4 separate regions of the Sus scrofa genome follow, and all the other regions are linked to region 2. A link is a contact called in public HiChIP or PLAC-seq data. All regions are on one chromosome and are shown on one strand. Each heading gives the region's core, a stretch centred on a gene start, on an enhancer-like site or on the middle of the called end of the contact. The rest is flanking DNA. Distances are from core to core; before and after follow the strand shown. Region 1 has its middle 17 kb from the start of ERGIC1. Region 2 holds the start of DUSP1 (dual specificity phosphatase 1). Region 3 has its middle 37 kb from the start of TRNAE-UUC. Region 4 holds the start of ERGIC1 (endoplasmic reticulum-Golgi intermediate compartment protein 1).

Region 1 (3,431 bases), core at 234-2,733, 38 kb after region 2:
TGCAGCTGCCAGGCTACACCACAGCCACGGCAACGCGGGATGTGAGCTGCGTCTGAGACCTACACCACAGCTCACGGCAACACCAGATCCTTGACCCACTGAGCAAGGCCAGGCATTGAACCCACGTCTTCATGGATACTGGTCAGATTCGTTTCCACTCAGCCACAATGGGAATTCCCAGGAAGCTCCCTTTTGCTCTTTGGTGTGTCCCCTCCCTTTGATAGGGATGGAGCAGGCATAGGTAGTTATAAAAGTCCCAGTAAAGGACCGAAGTTAAAGAAGGAAGCTTAGGGGACATTGGGAGGTCACTGTAAGCTAATAACTGCTCAAGAAAGCCATCAGCACCAGGCAGGCTCATTGGAATAGTGGAGGCAGAAAATGTGCCTCAGGTCATTGGGTGAGAAGAGGGATGAGGCCTGCATTCAGATTCAGACCCAGGGCAAGAATTTGAAGACCGTCCTTCTGCTGCTTTGAATACGCTCCTTCCTGGATACTAAGGAGGAGCTGCTACTCCCAGAAAGGAAGAGGTGGGCTTTCCCAACCCCCACCCGCCTTGGAGGATAAAACTGTAGTCCAACAGAACCCTCGGGGCAGAGCTTCCATGCCTGCCCGCTTGCATCTCTCACAAGTGTCCTGTCCTAATCAATCTATTTCTTGCCCATCACTTTGTCTCTCACTGAATTCCTTCTGCGCGGAGGCATGAAGAACCTGAACCTCAGTGAGTCCAGACATCCGGTGAGTGCTAATTTAAGATGCGGGTCCGAGTCCCAGTCTGGGTTCTGGCTAGGTTCAGGCCATTAATACTGTTAGTTGCACTTTCGATTCCTGTCCCAGATCCAGCCTCTGGGCAGCTATGAGAGGACAGCCCAGCTCACATTTGCTCTACTTACTCCCCACGCTCCAAAGCAGACCCCTGGTCATCCCTCGGCTCTAGGTCTGCCCTTATCAGGCAGGACCCCGGACACAGGCCCGTGCAGTCTCTGGAAGTGAACTTGAACATTTAAGGCGGGGGCTGCACGGACCCTGGCTGTCCAGACATGGCTGGAAGTATTAGTACCACCTACCCAATGGAAGGATTACCAGCATCTTCATCTGAAGATTTTCTGTATTGTTGGAACATTTTACCCTTCACGGAACATTCGGGGTCTCTACAAGAGGACACAGGGCAGGGGGAGGGCTGGGACACCAGGAAGAGCCGTCGTGCATTTGGGGTTTTGTCACTTCTTCACTGAGGGTCCTGGAGCTGAGCTCCAATTTCCTTCTCTGTTAACAGGGAATCAGAATAACCCCTTTCCAGGGTTATTGGAAGGATCGAGTGGCACATTTTTAAAAATGTAATTATTACTATGTTTTAAATGGCAGTCGATGCCAGGAATATTCGGCTGATCCTGCTGGGGTGGTTTCAGCAAGCCTATTTCCTGGTCCTAATCACTTCCTCCATCAGCCCTGACGTCAGGCTCAGCCCTTACCTCACTCACCCTCCCCGCCCTGACCCTCCCAGGAGCCACCTCACCACGTCCTGACCCCAAGCTTAGCTCATCCCCACCCTGGGACTCAGCCTGAGAAGCAAAAGGGCCCACTTTCTCTTTCACCTCCGTTTGAGGATATTATGCCAAGTGAAATGGGCTGGCCTCAAAAAGACACTTTATGATTCTACTTAAAGAAGGTACTTAGAAGAGTCAAACTAATAGAGACCAGAAGTAAAATGGGGGTTGTCAAGGGTTGTGGGGAGGAGAGAAGGAGGCGTCATTGTTTAACTGCTCCAGAGTTTTAGTCTGGGAAGTTGAGACAGTTCTTTAGGGTGATGGTGCCAGGGTTGTAGAACCAGGTGTGTATGCCCTTAATGTCACTGAAATGTACACTTAAAAATGGCTTAAATGGGGAGAGTTCTTGTCCTGGCTCAGTGGTTAATGAACCCAACTAGTATCCATGAGGATGCAGGTTCAATCCTTGGCCTTGCTCAGTGGGTTAAGGATCTGGTGTTGCCGTGAGCTGTAGTGTAGGTCGCAGACGCAGCACATATCCCGTGTTGCTGTGGCTGTGGTGTGGGCTGGCAGCTACACTCTGATTGGACCCCTAGCCTGGGAACCTCCATATGTCATGGGTATGGCCCTAAAATGTCCATATGTCATGGGTATGGCCCTAAAATGACAAAAGACACACACACACACACAAACATGGTTTAAATGGTAAATTTTGTGTTTAGATATATATTATCACAATAAAAATATATCTTTAGGAGTTCCCATTGTGGTGCAGTGGTTAAGGACCCAATAGGTCAAAGCTGCAGCTCAGATTCAATCCCTAGGCTGGGAACGTTCATATGCTAGAGGCACAGCTGGAAAAGAAAAAAAAAATGTATGTATATGTGTATATGCAACTGGGTATATATAGATATAGATATCTTTAATCATTTCATTTAATAAATGTTTTGAAGTTGGAAAAAAAATCCTAGAAACTATCCACATGTCTAGCAGCAGGAGAATGGATAAATTATGCACACAAGAGTTTCCGTTGTGGCTCAGCGGAAATGAATCTGACTAGCAACCATGAGGACACAGGTTCAATCCCTGGCCTCACTCAGTGCGAGATCAGCTACAGCTCCAATTCAACCCCTAGCCTGGGAACCTCCATATGCCATGGGTGCAGCCCTAAGATGGTGTATGCGCGCGCACACACACACACACACACACACACACACACACACACACGCACACACGCACACACACGCACACACACATACAATGTGCTACCACGAAGCTGTGAAAATGAATACTCCACACTTGCACACATCAACATGGAGGAATTTCCTAAAGATAATACATGAAAGAAACAAGTTGCAAAATCATACCCTCCAATTTTATGAAGGTCAAAACACTACAATGTATACACAATACAATGTACACACTATACACACACACACACACACACACACACTAAAACTAAAGAAAAGCAGAGAAGTGACTCAAGCAAAATTCAAGATGGTGGCTGCTTTCTAAGTGGCTTGGGAGGGAGGGCACTGGGGCCTCCTAAGGTTCTATTTCTTTTTTTTAATGATTTTTATTTTTTCCATTATTGCTTATTTATAGTGTTCTGTCAATTTTACATTCTATTTCTTAAACTAGATGATGGATACTTGGGTATTCACTCTATAATTCTTTAAATGGGGGGGGGAGCTGCACTATGGCATATGAAGGATCCCAGGCTAGGGGTTCAATTGGAGCTACAGCTGCCAGCCTACACCACAGCCACAGCAACAGCAACGTGGGATCTGAGCCACCTACACCGTAGCTCACAGCAACACCCAATCCTTAACCCACTAAGGGAGGCTGAGGATCAAACCTGCAACCTCATGGTTACTAGTCGGATTCGTTTACACTGCGCCACAACAGGAACTCCAAATTATATACATCTTTGGGATGTATATATAT
Region 2 (3,114 bases), core at 112-2,611:
CACTTATTTACCGATGAAATCGATTGCCTCATTGAACCAGGAGCTGATGTCCGCCTTGTGGTTGTCCTCAACGGGGATGCTCTTGTACTGGTAGTGACCCTCAAAATGGTTGGGACAGTTGGCCGAGACGTTGATCAAGGCAGTGATACCCAAGGCATCCAGCATGTCCTTGCGAGAAGCATGGTAGGCACTCCCCAGGTAGAGAAAGGGTAGGATCTCCACTGGGCCACCCTGAAATCCAGAAACATCCAACACTTGTCAAGCCTTGTTCAATGGCAATGCTCATGCCCACACCCACAAAAACTCCCTGAACAAGTCAGTTTCAATACTGGGTGACCTTCGCAGCATCTTGCTGGTATAGAAAATAGGGGACTAAGCCCAGTTGCTTGGGCAGGGCCAACAAAGTTCACTTCTGTAGTGCCAACAATTAGAGACTCAGCTCCATCATACCACTTAACCACGGGATAAATATCCCCGTGTCCCCCGTTATAAATAAAGCTGCATGTCACTTTCTATATTCTCCTACATTTACCAGCTGTTCCTTCTCCCCTCTGGTAAGGCCCCCTACTAACCTGATCGTAGAGTGGAGTGCTGCAAGAACTGCACCCTGATTCGGTGCTGTCAGGGACGCTAGTACTCAGGGGAAGGCTGAGCCCCATGGGGGTCGACTGTTTGCTGCAGAGCTCCGGGCAGGAAACAGAAAAAGCTTCATATCCTCCTGGGAATACAAAGAGACATTTTTTTTCCCATTAGTACCGCCGACACAGGGCACCCTTCAAACAACTCCGCTATCCAACGGGACTGGAAGTTTACCCCGGAGAGGCCCAGGCGAGTCTTTGTTCACAGACCAAACAAAGCCAACAAGTCCCCAGAATGCGGATCGAGCGCCCAGGCGCTCCAGGTGGGGCAGTCCCCTAGATGCTGAGAGCCGGGGGTCCCCGGGCTAGGCGACAGGGGGCGTGCGGCCCGCCCCTGAGCGTCCCCGAGGGCGTACCTTTGAGCAAGAAGATTTGCGCGCCGCGCGCCTCGCGGCAGAGCGCTCCGGCGGCCAGAGCCAGGGTGCCGTCGCGTTTGGCGCACTCCAAGGCAGCGCTGCGCTCGTCCAGCAGCACCACGGCGTGGTAGGCGCCGGCCAGCAGGCGGCCGCGCAGCTCCGCGTTGGGCACGATGTGCTCCAGGCCCATGGCGCCCTTGGCCCGGCGCCGCACGATGGTACTGAAGCGCACGTTGACGGAGCCGGCGATGTGGCCGGCGTTGAAAGCGAAGAAGGAGCGACAGTCCAACAGCAGACACTGCGCCGCGCGCTCCCGCAGCAGCGTCCTCAGGCCTCCGGCGTCCAGGGATCCCACTTCCATGACCATGGCCGGCCCCAGCGCCCCCAGCGTGAAGTCTTCTTGTGCTCTTTGTCCTCGGAAGCCAAGGGGAGGGCGACGGCTTTCGAGGAAAAGCCTGACCCTCGTTTTCTTTAAGCCAAACTCCAAACTGCCTCTGGGCTGAGCGAAGGGTCTTCGTGCGGGTCTCTCGACCGCCTCGGGTTCCTTACTGCTCCCCTGCCTGCCCCTCCAACCCGCGTAGAACCTACAACCCCAACGTCCTTCACGGCGAGTCAGACCCGCGGGAAGCGCGCTTATATGTGGCCTCTCGGCGGGCGGGGCGGGGAGGGGCGCGCGGAGGCGCGCGCGCGCGCGCGCGCGCAAGGGGAGGGGGTTGTTTGTTTGAATGACGGTCACGTGACCGGTGTGGTGACGTCACCCGCCCTGCCGGGCTTGGCGCCGGCCGAGCCAAAGGGGAAGACGTCATCGGCCTCTGAGTGGGGTCCGCTGGCTGCGCTCTGGCTCGGGTCCCATCCCCCGCCGGGCCGTCCGGCCTGCGCCTGGCGCGTCCCCGGGGAGCTGGCCCGAGCTACTCTCCGGGACCGGCAGGGAGGAGAGAGGAAGGGCGCGCGAGCAGCTGAAGGCTGACCTCGGTGTTGAGAGCGGCTGGGAGATCAGGCCGCATGCCACCGGCCTCCGCCTCCCTTCCCCCCGCCCTGTGCCCCTTCCCCGCGCCCCCTCCGCCGCAGAGCAGAACGGAAAGGGGTTTCCTGCGTTTTTGCAGAGATGTGGGCCCCTTTCTCTCATTTCCTCATCCCCAACAGGCGAGGAAACAGGTTCTCAAGGAGAGGCTATTTACTTGCCCAGCATCACGCTGCTGGGGGTCGAGGGACAGAGAGGAGCCTGAAATGAAGGTTGGAGGAAAATTAACGAGTTTGTCCAGCCAAGAACAACCGGGGTGAGTTGGGGTGGAGGTGTTCAGGGAAATATTTTCCTACTCCCCAGACTACTCTCCTGTTACTTAAAAATAAAATGTACATTTAACAAGTAAAATGCCTTCCAGTCAAACCCAAGAGGAAAAAGGTCTTTCTCAGTCATGTGCTTGCCCAGACCATTGTGAACTAAGAAAGGTTAGAAGATTTCAGAGGGCTGAAATCCTGGTCGGGGGGGTCGTAAAGTCAGGTCGAGGACTGCGGGGTTCCGTGTTAAGGGAGGCGGACCCCCCCCCCAGCGCGGCTCGACAGCGCCCTCCCGAGGCCGCCAGACATGTTTTGGGTCACGTTTACTTAAAGACAGTTGTAGCCACTCCATCTCTTTATTCCCCAAATGTGCACTGATTGAGCACCTAACTCTGCCCTGGGCTGGGAGCCTCCAGCTGGGAACAGGAGTCAGGAACAGGAGCCGGGCCCAGCCCCCACGCCCTGGTTCTCGCCACTAATATGGGCTTAACTCGAAATCCCCATCCTGGGTGCTCTAAGAGGATTACCAGGACCTGGACGCGCATTTGGGGAGACCCGCATGCGGTTACCCTCGTCCTGGGCTACCGAGTGACAACCCCCACCCCCCACCTCAGGCGGCAGAGCCTCCTTCGGGCGGCACCGATGTGCTAGGTACACAAACATAAACATTGCGCCACCGGGCTGGATTGCCTGGTCAGGAACATTCTGTGGTTTCCTACCCCTCCTCCCGGGGAGGTGGGGGCGGGGATTTCACGGCCACCCTATGTCGTTGATCGCGGATTGTATCACCGGGGGAAACTTCTGCATTTGTCTCGCTTAGCTTGTGTTCTCACAGGCTCAAG
Region 3 (3,138 bases), core at 257-2,756, 56 kb before region 2:
TTTTGGGGGCAACCACACCTGTGGCCAGGGATCGAGCCTGCACCACAGCAGTGACCGGAGCCACAGCAGTGACACCACTGGATCCTTAACCCACTGAGCCATCAAGGAACTCCTGGACTTTTTGGACTTAACCTGCCAGTGCCTTGGTTTCCCCATCTGTTCGGTGAAAATAAGAGGACTATGGGAATTAAGAGAGAAAAGCCATGGTAGCCATTATTGTTCATCAGTAAGAGAGTCGTAACGAATGAGAACGAGAGTGCGTGCGGACCAAAAAGGACAAAGTCACCGAAGCCTCTTTGTAAGCGCCTTAGGAACAATGTGACTGGGGACACATCAAACAGCTCCCCTTGGGTGTCAGCTGGGAACTGAGGCCGGGATTGGGCTCCCGCCCCCTCCTGCCGGTGCCCAGCCCGGCCCTGCCCGCATGACCCAGCTTCCTGTTTGTGATGCCAACGCTGGTGGGAGGAAATCGGTGCCCCCGCCCTGGGGCTGGAGGGCAGGAATGTGGACGTGTTGACGTCAAAGCGTGTCCTAGTTCTGGGGAAGTCAGATGGGAAGGGCTTCCTGCAGCGTCGCCTTTGATCCTGGCCTGGGCTGGGGGCGTGAGCCAGCCCTGAGCGGGCCCAGCCACTGGGAACTTTGCTGACGGGCGCCCCCGAGGGGGAGTCGGGGTCCTACCCCCAACATAGCTTTGCGGCCCTGGGTCAGCCACCAGCTCCCTCTTTGCAGCTTCGGTTCCCCCAGCCGTAAGGGGGGAGAAATGTGCATCTCAGAGCATCCTTCCCTCGGCAGATACATAGATGGGACCTGGCCTGGCCTGGATGATGGGGCAGGGAGCGAAGGAGGCCAACAGACAGTGGCCCGAAGCCTTTCTGGAGGTGGCTGCAGGAGGTTTGCCAGCATTAGGTCTGTGACTCAGGCTGAACTCTGGACCCAGGCACTTCCTGGCCCAGTGACTCAGTTTCCCCGATTCTTCAGGGGCATCTCACGGCACCTCTCAGCCTTGCAGAGGCTCTGAGGCACGGCTGCTGTCTGGCTGTGAGGTCCTTCATAATATCATTTATTACCGTGTCCGCAGGGCTCGACACAGGTGTTTTCACTTGATTCCAATTGAGCCCTAACAGGTAGGGACTGGGATTAGGCCCACTTTACAGAAGGGTAAAGTGAGGCTCAGAGAGGTGAAGGGAGTTGCCCAAGATCACTGAGCTAGAAAGTGGCAGCGCCAGAAAAAGAGCGCTGGTCTCCCTGACATCAGCAACGTGCCCTCCATTGAGAGGAGGGCACATCCGGTAGCAGACAGGGCCCTTGACCATCAGAGCATGTGGGGAAACTACCAGGCCCCCAGACTTCGAGGAGATTGACTCTCAGACCCTCAAAACCTGGGTGCCTACCCTTGTCCAAGGGTGATTGACTTTGGTCCCCCGGGCACCAGGCTTAGGGCCTGGAGTCAGCCTCACCCCTGCCCCACACGTCTGGGAGGATGGTGGCCCAGGCTCTCCACCCCTGTGTGGTACTGGGTGAGGGGGTGCATGCCCAGGGTCGTGGGGAAGAAGTCCTGAGGAGGGCTCAGAGCCAGGCCTTGGGACAGCATGGGTGCCTCCAAGAGGGAGGAAACATGAGTGAGTTTTCCTGGGAAGGGCACCAAGAGTAGTTTCCAGAGCCTTCTACAGCCCTCTGCTCCCTTCTTCCTCCTTTCCTACCCACCCTCTCATTGCCTCTCTGCCTTTCTCCAGGACACTGCTCAGCCCCATTCTGGGGCCAGAGAAACCTGGGTAAGAATCCGAACTTGGCCATCTGTAGCAGTGGGAACTTGACCACTTTTTCTTTCGGAGTCTCTTTCGCTTTCTCTTTGAATAAATACATCAAGGAAATTCTCATTGTGGCTCAGCGGTAACAAGACTGACTAGTATCCATGAAGATGCAGGTTCGATCCCTGACCTAGCTCAATGGGTTGCCATGAGCTGTAGTGTAGGTCCCAGATGTGGCTCAGATCTGGCGTTGCTGTGGCTGTGGCGTAGGCTGGCAGCTGCAGCTCCGATTTGACCCCCAGCCTGGGCCCTAAAAATGCAATACATATATACATACATACATACATACATACAACAAGATAACACCAGCCACATTTTAAAGTTGTTGGAGATCAAGATATGGTGTTTTGAAAGTACCTGGTACAATAGCTGACATATAGTAATCATTTGATTAAGTCATAGCTGCTTTTATTGCTGCATATGGTGGCATTCATAAATATGCAAACATTTATAAATATATAAATTTACAGATGTCCAGACAACAGAAAGAGCTCCATGGGTGACTGTAAAGCCCTTTCCTCAGATGCCCGGTAGGTGGCGGCAGAGGCCCCTAGTTGAATGAACCCTTCACAGCTCTGGTGAGACATGCAGCCCCCCCCCCCCGCCCCCCCAGAGCGCCCAGGGCTGTTAATCCCACCAGCAGATGCTCCCTGAACACCCCCAGCAAGGTACCTGAGCCCAGGGGCAGTGGGAATAGGGGAGAAGGGCAGTAACTTCTTGCCAGGGAACAGGTCGGGAAGGAGAGAACTGACTACTTTCAAAGAAAGCTGGGGTTCAGTTCTTTTGCATGCATATCCCGATGTGGGACTGCAGGATCATACGGTAGTTATATTTTTAATTTCTTGAGGACCCTCCATACTGTTGTCCACAGCGGCTGCACCATTTTGCCTTCCCACCAACAGTGCTCAAGGGTTCTGGTTTCTCCACATCCTCACCAACACTTGTTTTCTTTGGTTGGTGATTTAAACAAACAAAAAAACAAAAAACAACAACAAAACAAACAAAAAAACACCCTGACAGGTGTGAGATTTTGATGATTAGTGACACTGAACCCCTTTCAATATACCCGTTGGCCATTGTGTGTCTTCTTTGGAGAAATGTGTATTCAACTCCTTAGCCCATTTTAAAATCAGGTGACTAGTTTGAGTTTTAAGAGTTCCTTATGGGGAGTTCCCATCGTGGCGCAGTGGAAACGAATCCAGTTGGGAACCATGAGGTTTCGGGTTCGATCCCTGACCTTGCTCAGTGGGTTAAAGATCTGGCATCGCTGTGAGCTGTGGTGTAGGTCGCAGACACGGCTCAGATCCCACATTGCTGTGGCTGTGGCTGT
Region 4 (3,271 bases), core at 178-2,677, 55 kb after region 2:
GAGGCAACTGGGTTTATGATCCAGGGGAAGAGTTTGGTTCACCGCCCCCACTCTCCACCAGACCCAAGCTGGCACTGTGCATTCTGAAGCCTCCCACAGAAATAGGTACCAGCATTTCCCTCTATTTATAGATGAAGAAACCCCCTGCTGGCCCCGCTTTGTGAACATGAGCCCCCACCTTCCTCCCCCAGGATTTTTCAAGCTCTGTATTAAGCATAACCTTAGGGGTGGTGTCAGCTATAGAACAGGAAGTTCAGAATGAGTTTCCCCCACACTGGTCTTATGTTATAACTACCTTCTCCTCTAACCCACCAGTCCTGGAAGAAGATGCTGATTGATTGATTTTTTTGGTCTTTTTTTTTTTTTTTTTTTTTTTTTTTTTTTTTTTTTAGGGCCACACCGGTGGCATATGGAAGTTCCCAGGCTAGGGGTCCTATCAGAGCAGCAGCTGCCTGCTTACACCACAGCCAAGCCAACAGCCAGATCCGAACAGCATCTGCCACCTACACCACAGCTCGCGGCAACGCTGGAACCTTAACTCACTGAGTTAATGCCAGGGATAGAACCCACATCCTCAAGGATACTAGTCAGGTTCATAACCCGCTGCTCCACAACTGGGGAACTCCGAAGGAGATGCTGATTACCTGTGAATTTTGCAGAAGGAAACAGGCTCATAGAGGTGCCCCCGCCTGCAATAGACCGGGTTGGGAGCCTGGCTCAGTGAATACCGTTGGTAGGAACCACAAACGGAAGATGCAAGTAGAGACCGGAGTTAGCAGGCCAACCACAATAGCTGCAGGTGATGAAACATTTGCTAGGTGCCAAGCATCACACTAATCCGTCACCCAACTTTCTCATTTGATCCCCCCAAAAAGCTCCTCCAGTAAGTGTCATCCTCATGTGTGTGCAGACCTGGAAAGGGGTGTGGGCTCAGAGAAGCCAAGTGTCTTTCCTAGAGAGGCACAGCAGGGACCACTTTACAAATCTAGGCCCTCCTGACCTCCTCTTTTCTTTCACAGTACCCGGCCCTTCCTCAGAGTCAAACGTTGTGCATAGCCCAGATCTGGACCATTCCATGTAATTGTCACCACGCAGGGAAACTGTTTTATATGTGCAAGGTAACGGAGGCTCACAGAGGCAGTGGGATTTGCTCAAGGCCACACAGAAAGTGATGGAAAACAGACGGGGGTGCTTCGAAGGAATGACCGTGCGAGTCCTTGGGTGCTTCTTCCGCCTCGGAGAGCCTCGACCCCCACCGCGCTCCCGCCAAGGCCCGCCCCTCCCCCTCCCCGCCCCCCAGGCCCTCGGGCCCCCCGGGCCCCTTTAACCGGGAGGCGGAAGGGGCGGCCGGGGGCGGTGGCGGCGCCCAATGAGCTGCGCAGAGCGTCACTTCCCGGCGGCGGGAGGCGAGCGGCGAGTGTCGGGGGCGGGGGGCGGCCGGCGGGGGCGGGGCGGCCGGAGGAGGCGTTGGCAGCGGGCTGGGACCCACGCGGCGCCGCGGCCCACCTGGCCTGCAGCGCTCCCACCCCCGGCGGCAGCGGCGGCGGCGGCGGCACGATGCCCTTTGACTTCAGGAGGTGAGTGTGGCGACCCCGGCCACCGGGGAGTCCCCTCCGCGGGCACGGGGCGGGGGGGGGTGCATCCCTCCCGCCTGGGATGCCAAAGCGGCCTCCCTCGCCCGGTGCATGCCTCCGAAGGCCTCGGGGACCCCGGGCGGCCCCCAGCCGCACACAAAGGGCCCCCTCGTGCAGCGGGAGGCGAGGCCACCCACCTCTTGTTTCGCTCCACCGTTTCCCTCCGGGGAGTCCCCTCCCCAGGCTGCCCCGGCACCTCGCAAACTCGCATCCCGGTCCTCCCCAGGCTGGGAAACGGATTTCCTGCTTCCCCTAGGTTAGGAGCAAGCCAGCCACCCCCTTCCTCCCCTCCACAGAGCCTCATTGCGTGGACCCCACCCTAGCTGACAGGTGCGTGCAGGGTACCCCGGATGAGCCCCCGGGGATCCGCAGGGGTCTGCAGTCCCACCCGCCAGGCAACAGCTGGAGCGTTTCAGGTTTCCTTAAGCTCAGGCTCTCCCACGCAGGAGGCCTGTCCTCCAGCCCCCCTGGTCCTGCGCTCTGGGTCTGGGGGCTGCATGGGGAAGGGCAGGAGGCCGCAGGCTCTGCTCAAGGCTCTGCAGAGGGCCCAGCGGGGTCTGGCCCTGGCTTTCTGCAATCACCACAATGGGCCCTTTGTGGGTGCAGCCGCCTCATGGTCCACGTTGTGCTGGGCCAGGCCTTCTGGAGGCCTGCTGACAAGGGGTCTTCAGCAGACTTTACCTTGGGGTGTCGAAGCGCCAGGAGATGTCCTGGCCTGAGGCACCCACACTGCTGGCGGGCGGGGGTATAGCCAGGAAAATATCAGGGCTGTAGTGGGGAGAAGCTGGATTAGAATCCTGTCTCTTCCTCCTCCATTGAGCAGCTTGGCATCTTCTAGAAGTTAGGGGCAGAGGCTCTGGGTTCAGGTCTCCCCTTAGTTGCTCAGCTGGATGACTTGGGCAGATGTCTGTGCCTTCTCAGTATCTGTCACCACCTGAAGATTGGGGCTAAAAATAAAGTCCCCACCTGTGAGGGCTGAGTGCATGCAACGGGCTTAACTCAGAGCTCTGAAATGGGACGTTGGTGGACAGGCAGCCTCCCCATGAAGCCACTTTCTCATCCACAAAATAAGGATTCTGGTGCCTGCCTGCTCCTTCCCACCCTACAGGTGTGAAGGAAGTTGGGGTCAAGTGACAGCCTCCCCAGAAGAAGAGCCTGGCGGTGACCGCCATGGCACGTGGGCGTTTTGAGGTTCAAGCCTGGAGAGAACATTGGCCTTGGACCTCTTGCCCTGGCTGATGTGGCCCTCGGCCTGCCCTGGGCACCAGTGCCATGTCATAAACAGCTGGCCCCTTGCTCCCAGCCCTGGGGCTGGCACCCCAGCTAAATGCTGGCAGACCCAGGGCAGTTACAAAGAAGCAGTAAGCCCTTCTGATGGAACTCAGGGGCGATCGGCATACTGACAGTTAACAGACCGGCCCTGAGAAAGCTGTAGAAGCACGTTGATTCCTGGATCCATAAGGCCTCCTCTTACCCAGGCTGGTAATTTCTGCCCCTGCCTCCCGTCCCCACGTGATTCAGTAGGTTTCGGTGATTTTGACCTTGTTGGAGAAGCCACTGCTTTGGGGCCTGCCATTCATTCCCTCTGCACCTAACCTCCCCGTTTTTAAGAGGAGGAGGCTGAGGCGTGATGGCTG

What was found. HiChIP or PLAC-seq counts read pairs in DNA pulled down with a chosen protein or histone mark.
Region 1: a contact with region 2 is called in an H3K27ac HiChIP or PLAC-seq map of alveolar macrophages, with 2.4 times the contacts expected there. The contact joins the enhancer-like site here to the promoter of DUSP1 in region 2. A contact is called at or near these places in 13 of 47 Hi-C or Micro-C datasets (adipocytes, alveolar macrophages, embryonic fibroblasts and 7 more) and 2 of 2 datasets of contacts at active chromatin or transcription factors (alveolar macrophages and skeletal muscle).
Region 3: an H3K27ac HiChIP or PLAC-seq map of alveolar macrophages shows a contact between it and region 2. The contact joins the enhancer-like site here to the promoter of DUSP1 in region 2. A contact is called at or near these places in 1 of 5 promoter capture datasets (liver), 19 of 47 Hi-C or Micro-C datasets (alveolar macrophages, blood, brain and 12 more) and 2 of 2 datasets of contacts at active chromatin or transcription factors (alveolar macrophages and skeletal muscle).
Region 4: an H3K27ac HiChIP or PLAC-seq map of alveolar macrophages shows a contact between it and region 2. The contact joins the promoter of ERGIC1 here to the promoter of DUSP1 in region 2. A contact is called at or near these places in 3 of 5 promoter capture datasets (fetal liver and liver), 11 of 47 Hi-C or Micro-C datasets (alveolar macrophages, blood, brain and 3 more) and 2 of 2 datasets of contacts at active chromatin or transcription factors (alveolar macrophages and skeletal muscle).

Annotation. Positions count from the first base shown.
Region 1 is chr16:51,418,448-51,421,878 of Sscrofa11.1, reverse strand. No RefSeq gene overlaps it. Among named protein-coding and RNA genes, the nearest start is that of ERGIC1, 17 kb to the right of the region's middle. Within about 2 kb of position 1,483, at least 15 of the 83 cell types and tissues checked have an H3K27ac peak or open chromatin away from gene starts, as enhancers often do. A contact at or near this core is called in alveolar macrophages and retroperitoneal adipose tissue, where this site is marked.
Region 2 is chr16:51,456,509-51,459,622 of Sscrofa11.1, reverse strand. It overlaps DUSP1 (dual specificity phosphatase 1), which reads right to left and starts at 1,361. Exons shown (of 5, transcript NM_001256075.1): 1 at 995-1,361; 2 at 573-718; 3 at 12-231. The coding sequence starts at 1,361. It overlaps LOC102166710 (a long non-coding RNA gene), which reads left to right and starts at 1,741. Exons shown (of 5, transcript XR_001304774.2): 1 at 1,741-2,271.
Region 3 is chr16:51,512,494-51,515,631 of Sscrofa11.1, reverse strand. No RefSeq gene overlaps it. Among named protein-coding and RNA genes, the nearest start is that of TRNAE-UUC, 37 kb to the right of the region's middle. Within about 2 kb of position 1,506, at least 9 of the 83 cell types and tissues checked have an H3K27ac peak or open chromatin away from gene starts, as enhancers often do. A contact at or near this core is called in alveolar macrophages, omental adipose tissue, retroperitoneal adipose tissue and 1 more, where this site is marked.
Region 4 is chr16:51,401,669-51,404,939 of Sscrofa11.1, reverse strand. ERGIC1 (endoplasmic reticulum-Golgi intermediate compartment protein 1) reads left to right here and starts at 1,427. Exons shown (of 10, transcript XM_003134052.6): 1 at 1,427-1,577. The coding sequence starts at 1,558.